Linked DNA regions of Capra hircus: region 1 is linked to region 2. Evidence: chromatin contacts called from public Hi-C data. All regions are on one chromosome and are shown on one strand. The core of a region is the stretch at or near the end of the contact, and the rest is flanking DNA. Distances in the headings are between cores, read along the strand shown. Region 1 overlaps RAPH1 (ras-associated and pleckstrin homology domains-containing protein 1). Region 2 holds the start of CTLA4 (cytotoxic T-lymphocyte protein 4).

The links. A called contact is a pair of places that touch in the nucleus more often than the background predicts.
Region 1: a contact with region 2 is called in a Hi-C map of blood, with 7 times the contacts expected there. The contact joins the enhancer-like site here to the promoter of CTLA4 in region 2. A contact is called at or near these places in 2 of 5 Hi-C or Micro-C datasets (both in blood).

What each region holds. Positions count from the first base shown.
Region 1 is chr2:44,217,601-44,222,504 of ARS1.2, forward strand. The region is part of intron 4 of RAPH1 (ras-associated and pleckstrin homology domains-containing protein 1); the gene reads left to right. Among named protein-coding and RNA genes, the nearest start is that of RAPH1, 54 kb to the left of the region's middle. Within about 2 kb of position 3,636, at least 2 of the 5 cell types and tissues checked have an H3K27ac peak or open chromatin away from gene starts, as enhancers often do.
Region 2 is chr2:43,897,105-43,902,166 of ARS1.2, forward strand. CTLA4 (cytotoxic T-lymphocyte protein 4) reads right to left here and starts at 1,532. Exons shown (of 5, transcript XM_005676404.3): 1 at 1,257-1,532. The coding sequence starts at 1,299.

The sequences.
Region 1 (4,904 bases), core at 2,386-4,885, 320 kb after region 2:
AACTCAAATTTAAGTGGTCTAAAACTGAAGTCCTGATCTTTTCTCCCAAACTTATTCCTCCCACAGTCTTCTCCATCTCAGTTAATGGCTATTATGTCCTTCCAGTTTATCAGCAAAATGCTTGGAGTCTTTATCTCTTTTATTCCCCATCCTCCTTCCAATCCAGCAGCCAATTTTGTTGCCCTAACTTCAGAATATATCCAGACTTGATCACTTCCCACCACCTTCACTGCCATCAAGCCAACATCGTCTTGAGACACACAACTAGTCTTCTGTGTTCACCATTCCTTTAACAGTCTGTTATCCCCATGGCAGCCCTGAGTGGTCCTATTAAAGGTAAGTCAGATCTTGCCCCTCCTGTTTTCAAACCCAGAGGCTTTGTATCTTACCTGTTTTCAAACCCAAATTCTTGCAGGGCCTTGCCAGATCTGCTTTCTGTGGCTTGCCCCTGCATTCCTTTCTTCCCTCCCTCTCTGCTCTGTCAGTTCTTTGCCAGTAGTCAGAGCCTGCTTCAGAGCCCTTTTACCTGCCCTCCCCTACCCCCCACCCCCCGCCTGGATACGCTTCCTCAGGACAGTACCCCTTTACTGCCTTCAGGAGTTTGCTCACGTGTCACTTTTCCAGTGAGGCCTTCTGTGATCACCCTGTTTTAAATGAATTCTTCTTCCTCCGTCCTGTGAGTACTTACCTCCCTTTTCATAAAAATTTTTTCATTTATTTATGGCTGCATGGGGTCTTCGTTGCTGTGCTCGTCTGTTCTCTAGTTGGAGCAAGCAGGGGCTCCTCTTTGTCGTGGTGTGTTGCCTTGTCGTTGCAGTGGCTCAGAGCACAGGCTCTAGGCACGGGGCTCAGGAGTTGTGGAGGGCTTAACTGCCCCACAGTGTGTGGGATCTTCCCAGACCAGGGACCGAATCTGTGTTCCCTGCCTTGGCAGGTGGATTTCCAGCCACTGGACCCCAAGGAAAGCCTGTTATCTCCCTTTTCTGCTTCGTTTTTCTGTTTATCATCATTTAGAATACTATATATTTGACTTCGTTTTACTCTAAAAATTTTGCTTGTCTGTCTTTTCCACTTGAATGTAAGCTCCATGAGGAGAGGAATTTTCAAAAGTTTTCTATGATTCCTAATGTATCTTTAGCACCTAAAACATTATTTGGCTCAAAAGAGAAGCAATCAGATATTTGAACAAGCATTTAAATATATGCATGTGTTCAATCCATCTTTGTCTAGAAGTTCTGTACTCTAAAATTATCAGCAGTTTTCCTTCAAGACGGTTAGACAGAGTGCTTCAGATGAAGTAGCATATGAAAATCTGACAGTGAAACTTTTTTTTTAGACACCTCTAAGTTCTTTAGAGGCAGTAATTATACCTATTCTAAAGAAACCTAGGACAGAATAGTTACTCTCACTGAAGTTTAGTGACACTAATACCAGTTAGAAAAATCAATTTGAGATTGGTACTATCGTATCTTGGGGATGTGGGTATTCAAACCGCCCATCTGAAAACAAAGTAATTGTATAGCTTTTCTTTCTACCTCCTTGCTGTCTGAAGCCAACAGGGCTAGGCATAGTATAATTTCACATCAGGAAGAGTAAGTCTTTTTCTCTTGCCTTTCTCTTTCTTGACTTTTGTTGAAATACTGTGCTTTCAGGCACTTCACATATGTTATTTCATTTAAGCCTCCAACTATCCCTTCGGTAGGGGCATTATTCCAAATAGGGGATTAAGTAGGTCAAATAACTGGGAAGTCTGTTTTTGAATTCCAAAACTGTAACATTTGCCTCCCAGCTTTTATCGGTATCTTAAAAATAAAGTGAAGCTGATCATCAAAAATGATTATTTCCTGAATGTTTGATTTAGCATAAAAATATGAGTTTATGGATAAACATAAAAATGAATTACAGACTAATTTTAGTATTCTTATGAAATCCATCAATAGTGTTCATTTGCTATTTTTAAATTTAGAATTCATTGTAGCTGAAGTAAATTCTAACAAAGACTCTATAGCAACGTGAAATAAATGTTACAGTTGACTTACTGGTACTTTTATTCACATTAAAAGATAAAACAATACTTTTTAATAAGACAGCAGTTTGCAAATTTAAATAGTAATTGCATGTTATAAGTTTTATATAAAGTAGGGTTTACTGATAAAAGGTTAGTGCTGTAATATACCTATATATTTATTTTCTGGTGGGATTTAAACTAACAGTTCCTCTGAATTTGGAATCTTGTACACAAAAATATATTTTTAAAATAAAAATGCTTTTAGAAACGTATACTGAAGCTTATAGTAGGTTCAAAAAGTTTTGTTGAATCTTTAAGAATATTTGATGATGTATTGTAAATATTTTGATAGGAAAAATTCCTAAATATTTGAGCTATGAAAAGCTCAAATGAAAAGCTATATTTGAGCTTTTCAATGTTGTGGGGTTTTTTTCCCCCCTCATGTGTATAGAGTTTTTTTTAATGAAATCACTGTGGCTATACCAGTATGTTAATAATGTGATATGCAGCATAGCATATGATAGCTTCAGTGTAATTCCTTTACTTCCTTCACTTTCCAGAACTATTTCAAGAATAAATGTGTACAGAAATCTTGAGGTATTGGAAAGAAAACAGCAGTTGTGTTTGTTGTAATAACAGGTGGCATTGGCACCGAGGTCCCAAGTTATTCTCAGAAAGCAACTTTTTGCTCTGAGATAATAACTAGATGGGAGCTCAGGGCTTTCTGAAATTTTAAGAGGCCTGCGTATCTGAAAGATTGGAGTTACTAGTTATTACAACTACGTTTCTCCTAAAATTCTGATGGCTATGTTGCTGCATCTCACTGAAGTTTATCCACATGTACCAACTTGGTGTTTTAATTCTAGATTTCACTGGCCTAGGAAGGTAATAGAGGGATAGGTACAAACACACCACCCAGTCAACACTGGCGTATATGCCGTGATCCTTGTTTTGTGGATTTCTTAGATACCTGAAAGTGAAAAAGCATTTTTATTTGGTTTTAAGTCTGTTTTGTTTGGTGTTGGGAGAGCTGGTAAAGAACCTTATACTGGCTATATAATGGCCAGTTAAATATCTAGGAGAGGAATAAAGAGAAGAGGAGGAGAATTAGAAAATAATATCAGCTACTGTGTTATTGCTTATTCTGTGCTGGGCATGGTGCTTTACATGTCTTAACACTGAGTTTGTACAGAGCCTTGAGAATAGGTACCATTCCCTGTTAGCTCAGAGGTTAAAGCATCTGCCTGCAATGCGGAAGACCTGGGTTTGATCCCTGGGTCAGGAAGATCCCCTGGAGAAGGAAATGGCAACCCACTCCAGTATTCTTTCCTGGAGAATCCCATGGACGGAGGAGCCTGGTGGGCTACAGTCCACGGGGTTGCAAAGAGCCGGACACGACTGAGAGACTTTCGCTTTCTTTCACTTTCACCACTATCTTACAATGAAGGGAACTAAAGCAGAAAGTGACTAGGTAACTTTCCCAAGGATTTGAACCCAGGCAGTCTGGTTGTACAGCTCCTACAGCATTAGCATTACCTTGCTACTTCATCATAAAATTGAAGGAGAATCTAGACAAGGCTAGACCAGCCAGTGCGTCTCAGATCCAAGCCTAGAGACAGAACTACATGGGCAGTAGAAAAAAGGCAAAGAGATTTATGTAGTAACATCCCCATCTGGTGGTGTTTTAGTATATTCCTGAATATGTTAAAATTTTAAAAACCATAAGCTAGCTGTAATCTAAATGAATTGAGGTTTAAATAAAATTCAAATGATGGCTGGTGGTTTCCCATTCTTCTTCTAATAATAGTGTTATTATTACTCCTTTAATTTTTATAGTAACATTTGGAGATAAATGCTATCTTTACACCATTTTACACATGAGGAAACAGGTTAAATAATAAACCCAGAGTCATATTGCCAGGAAACTACTGAGCTGGGGCTTGAACCCAGGCACTCTGGCCACCCCATAAAGGTCTGGATTTGTAACCGTCATGCTGTATTTATTTCTAATATTTGTGAAGAGCACAGAACCTCCGTACAAGATGTATGTAAATCTGTTTTATTGAAACATTAATATGTGTTCACAAACCTCCACTTTCTTCCAGTTGTTATTTAAAGTGTTAGCTACCAAAAGAAAATGTTGTATTTTGTAACCATGACTCTGATAGAAGGTCATTCATTTCTTGATTTTGGCTCATATTTCAGATCACTGCTTTTCTACACATCCTCCCCAACAAGATTCTGGCTCATAAATGGTACATGTTATAGGTTCAGTTCAAGAAAGTAGTGATTCATAACTTACTTTGCAGAGATTTGTGGAGTTTTTGAGAGATTGATAGAGAACATGATAGCTTTGTAACAAATGAAACTTTGAAACTGAGACGTGTAGAGCAAATTTTATGTGAGTTGACCTTCACATTCACATATGTGTTTTAAACACAGATTTTAGATTTATGAAAGTAGTGATAAAGAAAAAGTAAAAACTGGGGACTTCCCTCGTGGTTCAGCGGTTAAGATTTCACCACCCAGTGCAAGGGGTACAAGTTCTATCCCTGGTTGGGCAGCTAAGATATGCCTCCTAGCCAAAAAAAAAAAAAGCAAACAAATGTAAAACAAGCAATATTGTAACAAATTCAGTAAAGACTTAAAAATTGGTCCACATTGTCTTTGATACTTCCCATGTGCATATTCATTTTTGGTAAGGATGTGTTGAATTTCAATAACTAATAATGTTCCATCATACTGTTTAACATGGCACGTAGCCATCTCTTGCTGAACACCTTAGATAATGATTTTTTTTTTAACTAGCCAGTAAGCATTTGGAAATATGACGGGAGCTTGTGTGAGACTGAGCCTAGTGAGAATAGATTTACTTTTTAACTTTTTATTTTGAGAT
Region 2 (5,062 bases), core at 282-2,781:
AATACTATGCGAAATGGAGTCAGTCACAAATGGATAAATATTGTATGACCTGTGGTACCTAAAATATGCAAAATCAAAGATGTAGAAAGTAGAATAGGGGTTATCAGTGACTGAGGGGAGATGAGGGTGGTGATGAAGTCATTGTTTAATGGAGACAGAGTTTCTGATGCAGCTGATTAAGTTCTGGAAATGGATGGTGGTCATAGCTATACAACACCTGTGAAGGTACTTAATGTCACTGAATTGTACACTTAAAAAATAACGAAAATAGTGGGACTGACCTGGTGGTCCAGTGGCTAAGACTCTGTGCTCCCGATTCAGGGGGCGGGGTTCGATCCCTTGTCAGGGAACTAGATCCCACATGTTACAACTAGAAGATCCGGCATGCCACAACTCAGATCTGACACAGCCAAATAAATAATTGTTTTAATAGCTAAAGCAGTAACTTTCAGGTTATACAGATTTTACCACTATTAAAAAAAAAATCATGTTTTTAAAATGTAAAGTGTCTAGGAAATTTGAGAGATATTGCCAGTTACCTAGCCAATACCTAGTCTCCCAGAGCCAATATCTAGTCTCTTTTTCTTTATTAACAGAATCCAATCTGTTGGGGGCTGCAAGGAGTCCTGCTAAAGTCTCCGTTTCCCAGGCTCCCTGCGGATAGGGATGACCACGTGACTGTAAGCTGTGCAGTGAGAGGAAAATTTCTCTTTACTGAGTGAAACTTTTGTGAAAGTTCATTAAAAGGTGGGAGTGGGAGGTGCTGATTCATCTGGCATAATCCCTTTTACCTCTGACCTTTTCCAGCATGAAACCATGGTTATGATGGCTGGAACTTCAGCAGCCATCCGGAAACCATGAGGATGGAAGTCAGCACCAGAGAGGCAGAGCAGAAGGAGAGAAGGAACCTGAGACATCAAGGGCATTGTGGAGCTGCTACACCTTTTGTGGAAGGCTTATCCCTGAACTTTACACATTACTTGAGAGCAAAGAGAACTCCTCTCTAGTTTAAACCAGTGATTTTAAGATCTCTCTCTGCTACTTACTGAACACAATTATTAACTGATTCAGCACCTTAATCCCTATTGTTATTATAATTGCTAGTGATTTTATTAACAAGGAAGTATCTCCCCAGGCCAGCGTTCATTTGACAATGTCATAAACACCTGTAAGTTTGGAGTTGTCGTAAAATGAGCTATCCACAGGCCTAATGGATACTCACTAGAAAGCCAAAGGATCTGGTAAAACAGACTCACCTGCTTCCACAGCCACACGGGCCATAATATTAACTGGAGACATCACTGCCTGTCCCTGGAAGCAGCCACGTTGTTTTGATGCATTTCCTCCTCAGCAAGCTCCAGTGGTGAAGAGTTTTCTGCACCACAGAGTGGAAAGAGGATCAGGAGGCATAGGCATCTTTTCCTTGCCAGAGTTAAAGGGAAGCTGAAGGCTTCTCCAACGGCCTTTTACAAGATAATGACGAACTAACCAGTATGAACTGACTGGCTCATCATCTGAGTGAGTCACTCTGACACCTCATGGTTCCTTAACTTCCTCTGCTTCCTCGACCTTGCCTGCGCCCCAGCCCACGCCAACAACTTCTGGCTGTGGCCACACCCTGGATTTTGTCAGCGGCAGGAACTGCTCCACCGGAATCTCCACATCCGGCATTTACTGTTATCCAGCCCCTCCCTCCTCCTCAACTCCCTCGCCCCTGTACTTCCCTTCTTTGACCTCTTGATGGTCAATCCCATGAGTGTGCACATTGGTTCAAAGACGTTCAGTACTGTCTATCAAATTCAAATTTGACTCAGCAACCCTCTTCCTGGGCATTTATCTTACAGATCATTGGCATCTGGTCAGTAACACACATACAAGATAACATACCCAGAAGAAAGTTTGTTATTTTGGGGTTTTTTGGTAACTTGTTGGGAAGATCCCTTGGAGTAGGACATAACAACCCATGCCAGTATCTTACCTGGGAAATCTCATGGACAGGGGAGCCTGGCATGGGTCCGCAAAGAGTTGAACACGGCTGAGCAACTGAGAGGGAACACACACACCCATCAGACTGAATGCTAGGCACCTATTTTTAAAATTGAGGCAAATCCACATGCAATGATATGAAAAGTTCCCCAAGATACATGTGTAAAAGACAGAGTATTTTATTTGTACCACCTGTGTGGGTATAATTAACATATATATTACCTGTATGTTTAACATATACACACATATATAAAACCCATATCTAAAATATGAGTATATACATATATCTATGAAGACTCTTGAGAGTCCCTTGGACTGCAAGGAGACCCAACCTGTCCATTCTGAAGGAGATCAACCCTGGGATTTCTTTGGAAGGAATGTTGCTAAAGCTGAAACTCCAGTACTTTGGCCACCTCATGCGAAGAGTTGACTCACTGGAAAAGACTCTGACCCTGGGAGGGATTGCGGGCAGGAGGAGAAGGGGACGACAGAGGATGAGATGGCTGGATGGCATCACTGACTCAATGGACGTGAGTCTGAGTGAACTCCGGGAGTTGGTGATGGACAGGGAGGCCTGGCATGCTCCGATTCATGGGGTCGCAAAGAGTCAGACACGACGGAGCAACTGAACTGAGCTGATGCCTATAATACATTTACACATACATAATCCCTGCTATACTATCTCTGAAAGGATATATAAGACACTAACAATAGTAGAAAATGGAGGTGGATGGTGAGAAAGGAAGACTTAATTTTCACTCTATATTCTCTCATGCTTCAATTTTGTTCCATGTACTATTATTACCTATTCAAAACTATTTTCAGAAAAGAATGTTCATCACAGAACTTTTCCTTGCTCTCCTAGTCTCTTCATAGGTTTGCTGCGTCTTTACTGGACACAAATTCATGGTCCATCTGTAGCAGACACTTAAAAAAAAAAATTTAAACTTTTTATTTTGTACTGGGCTATAGCCAATTAACAATGTTGTGGTAGTTGCAAGTGAACAGCAAAAGGACTCAGACATACATATACAGGTATCCATTCTCCCCCAAGCCCTCCTCTCAGCCAAGCTGGCGCATAGTAGTAACATTGAGCAGAGTTCCATGTGTGTAACAGACACTCTTGATGCCCAGTCTTTATCTTCCCAGGCCTTCTCTTTCAATAGGCATTGCTAGACCAGACTTCCAACAGTCAGCCTCTCTTTGCCTGAGGCCATCTTCAGGGCACCAGAATTCTCTGTATTCACATGTGTGGCAGCCCTCGATCCATGCATGATTGCCCCGGAGCAGTCCTAACCAACGGCAAATGGGAAGTGATGTGCAAGGGCGCTGGGAGATCACTCTAAGATGAGTTTTCCCACTGGCTCCCAGAGTCCCCCTGCAGGAGTAAGCTCCCCTCGCATGTCTGCCAGGTACTCTCTTTTCTGATGTGTCTCATTCCCCCTCTCACCTACAAGCATTTTTCCTGGACTCACCTCCTAGTAAACTTCTTGCTCTTGAATCCTTATCCCAACATCTGCCTTGAGAGATCGCAAACAAAGATGCAGCCATTTCAACTATACCATCAATTTCTCATGACTGTCTGTGCTCCTCCTAAGGCTAATCTACAACTGCTCTTACCCCAAACAACAAGCAGTCCAGTGCCCTTCAGAAAATCACTTAACCATGCCAACCAACCCTCTGCAAACTCAGTACTTACAAACTCAAGCTGGCTCTTCAATACTGCTGAAAATTCCTAGTCAGCTTCTTTCTCCTTTACTGGAAGCAGTATCTTCAAACTATTATTAAACTTGAGTCTAGAGTCCTGCTTACTCTCGTCTCCTTCCTTCAGAGTCACCACCTACTTCCCCAAGAAAAGAGAAGCATCAGCTGTTAACGCCTGGTGATTTCTATATCTAAGTATCCCACACATGTTTATTTATTTTTCCTGATAAATTTCTTCTCTGGGATTTTCTCTGCATATGTACATAAGGTACAGATGAGGTAGGTTTACATCCTAACTGGCAATTTACCAGTCTTGCAACTTCAGGCAATTGACTCAATCGCTCTCCTCTATAGTACAGAGATAGTAACAGTATGGTTCATACTGTTCAATCATGCTTCATATGACTATTTGAGAAGTAAATGAGTTAATATATGCAAAGCACATAGACCAGAGTCTGAAATATTGTAAGAGCTCAGTAAATCTCATGGTTTTTGTCTTTTCCAAATATTCTGCAATGAACACTTTATATTTTTGAAATAAGAACAAATGAATATTATTATACATACATAAATGGATGCTCACATATCCAAAGGTCTTTATTTCCTTATGCTAGGGCCCCCATCTGTATGTACTAACTCAGCCTCTAATTTGTCTTCTAAACCTCTGACCCACTAGTTATCCCGCTTCTCACTTCTATCTTCATTCTCCCCTTCTCCATTGGCTCAGCCTCAAATATACTCAAATTTTTCTTGTTCAAAAGAATACATTTCCTTCCACCCTGCCCTCATATAAAGTTAACTCTTTCCTGTCCCTTGCTGCCTACCTTTCTCACCTCATATTACCCACCAAAATCAGACTTTCACCTCTGCCATTCTAATAAGCTCCTCCAGCAGCAGCTTCTGATCTCACTTATCAAATTCCTTTTTTTTTTAGTTCTTTTCTACCAAACCTCTTCCTATAGCGCTTGAAAATATCAATTACCACCTCCTTCTGTTAACTGACTCATCATAACTTATGGAGCATTTACCATAAATGGATTATGAGCTGTTTAAAGTACCAGAAATATAGTGATAAAGACCCTCTAAGATTGTGTTTCCCCAGGAAGCACACCCAGAGACAGGAACTCAGCATAAGCATCTTTTTGGGAAAGAGATCCCTGGAAACACTGATTGGGAGTGAAAAAGTGAACAGAGTATGTGAAAAAGCCAAGCAGTATGAATAATTCGACTCAGCCCTGCTTTGGACCTCTCCAAGACAGCAGAAAGCAAACTTCAGCACTGTCCCCCGGAGAAGGTGAGAATACAGCTATTCTGCCACCAACCTTCACCTGCAAGTAGCTTCCCAGCATGTGAAGCACCCCTCACGTGCTAG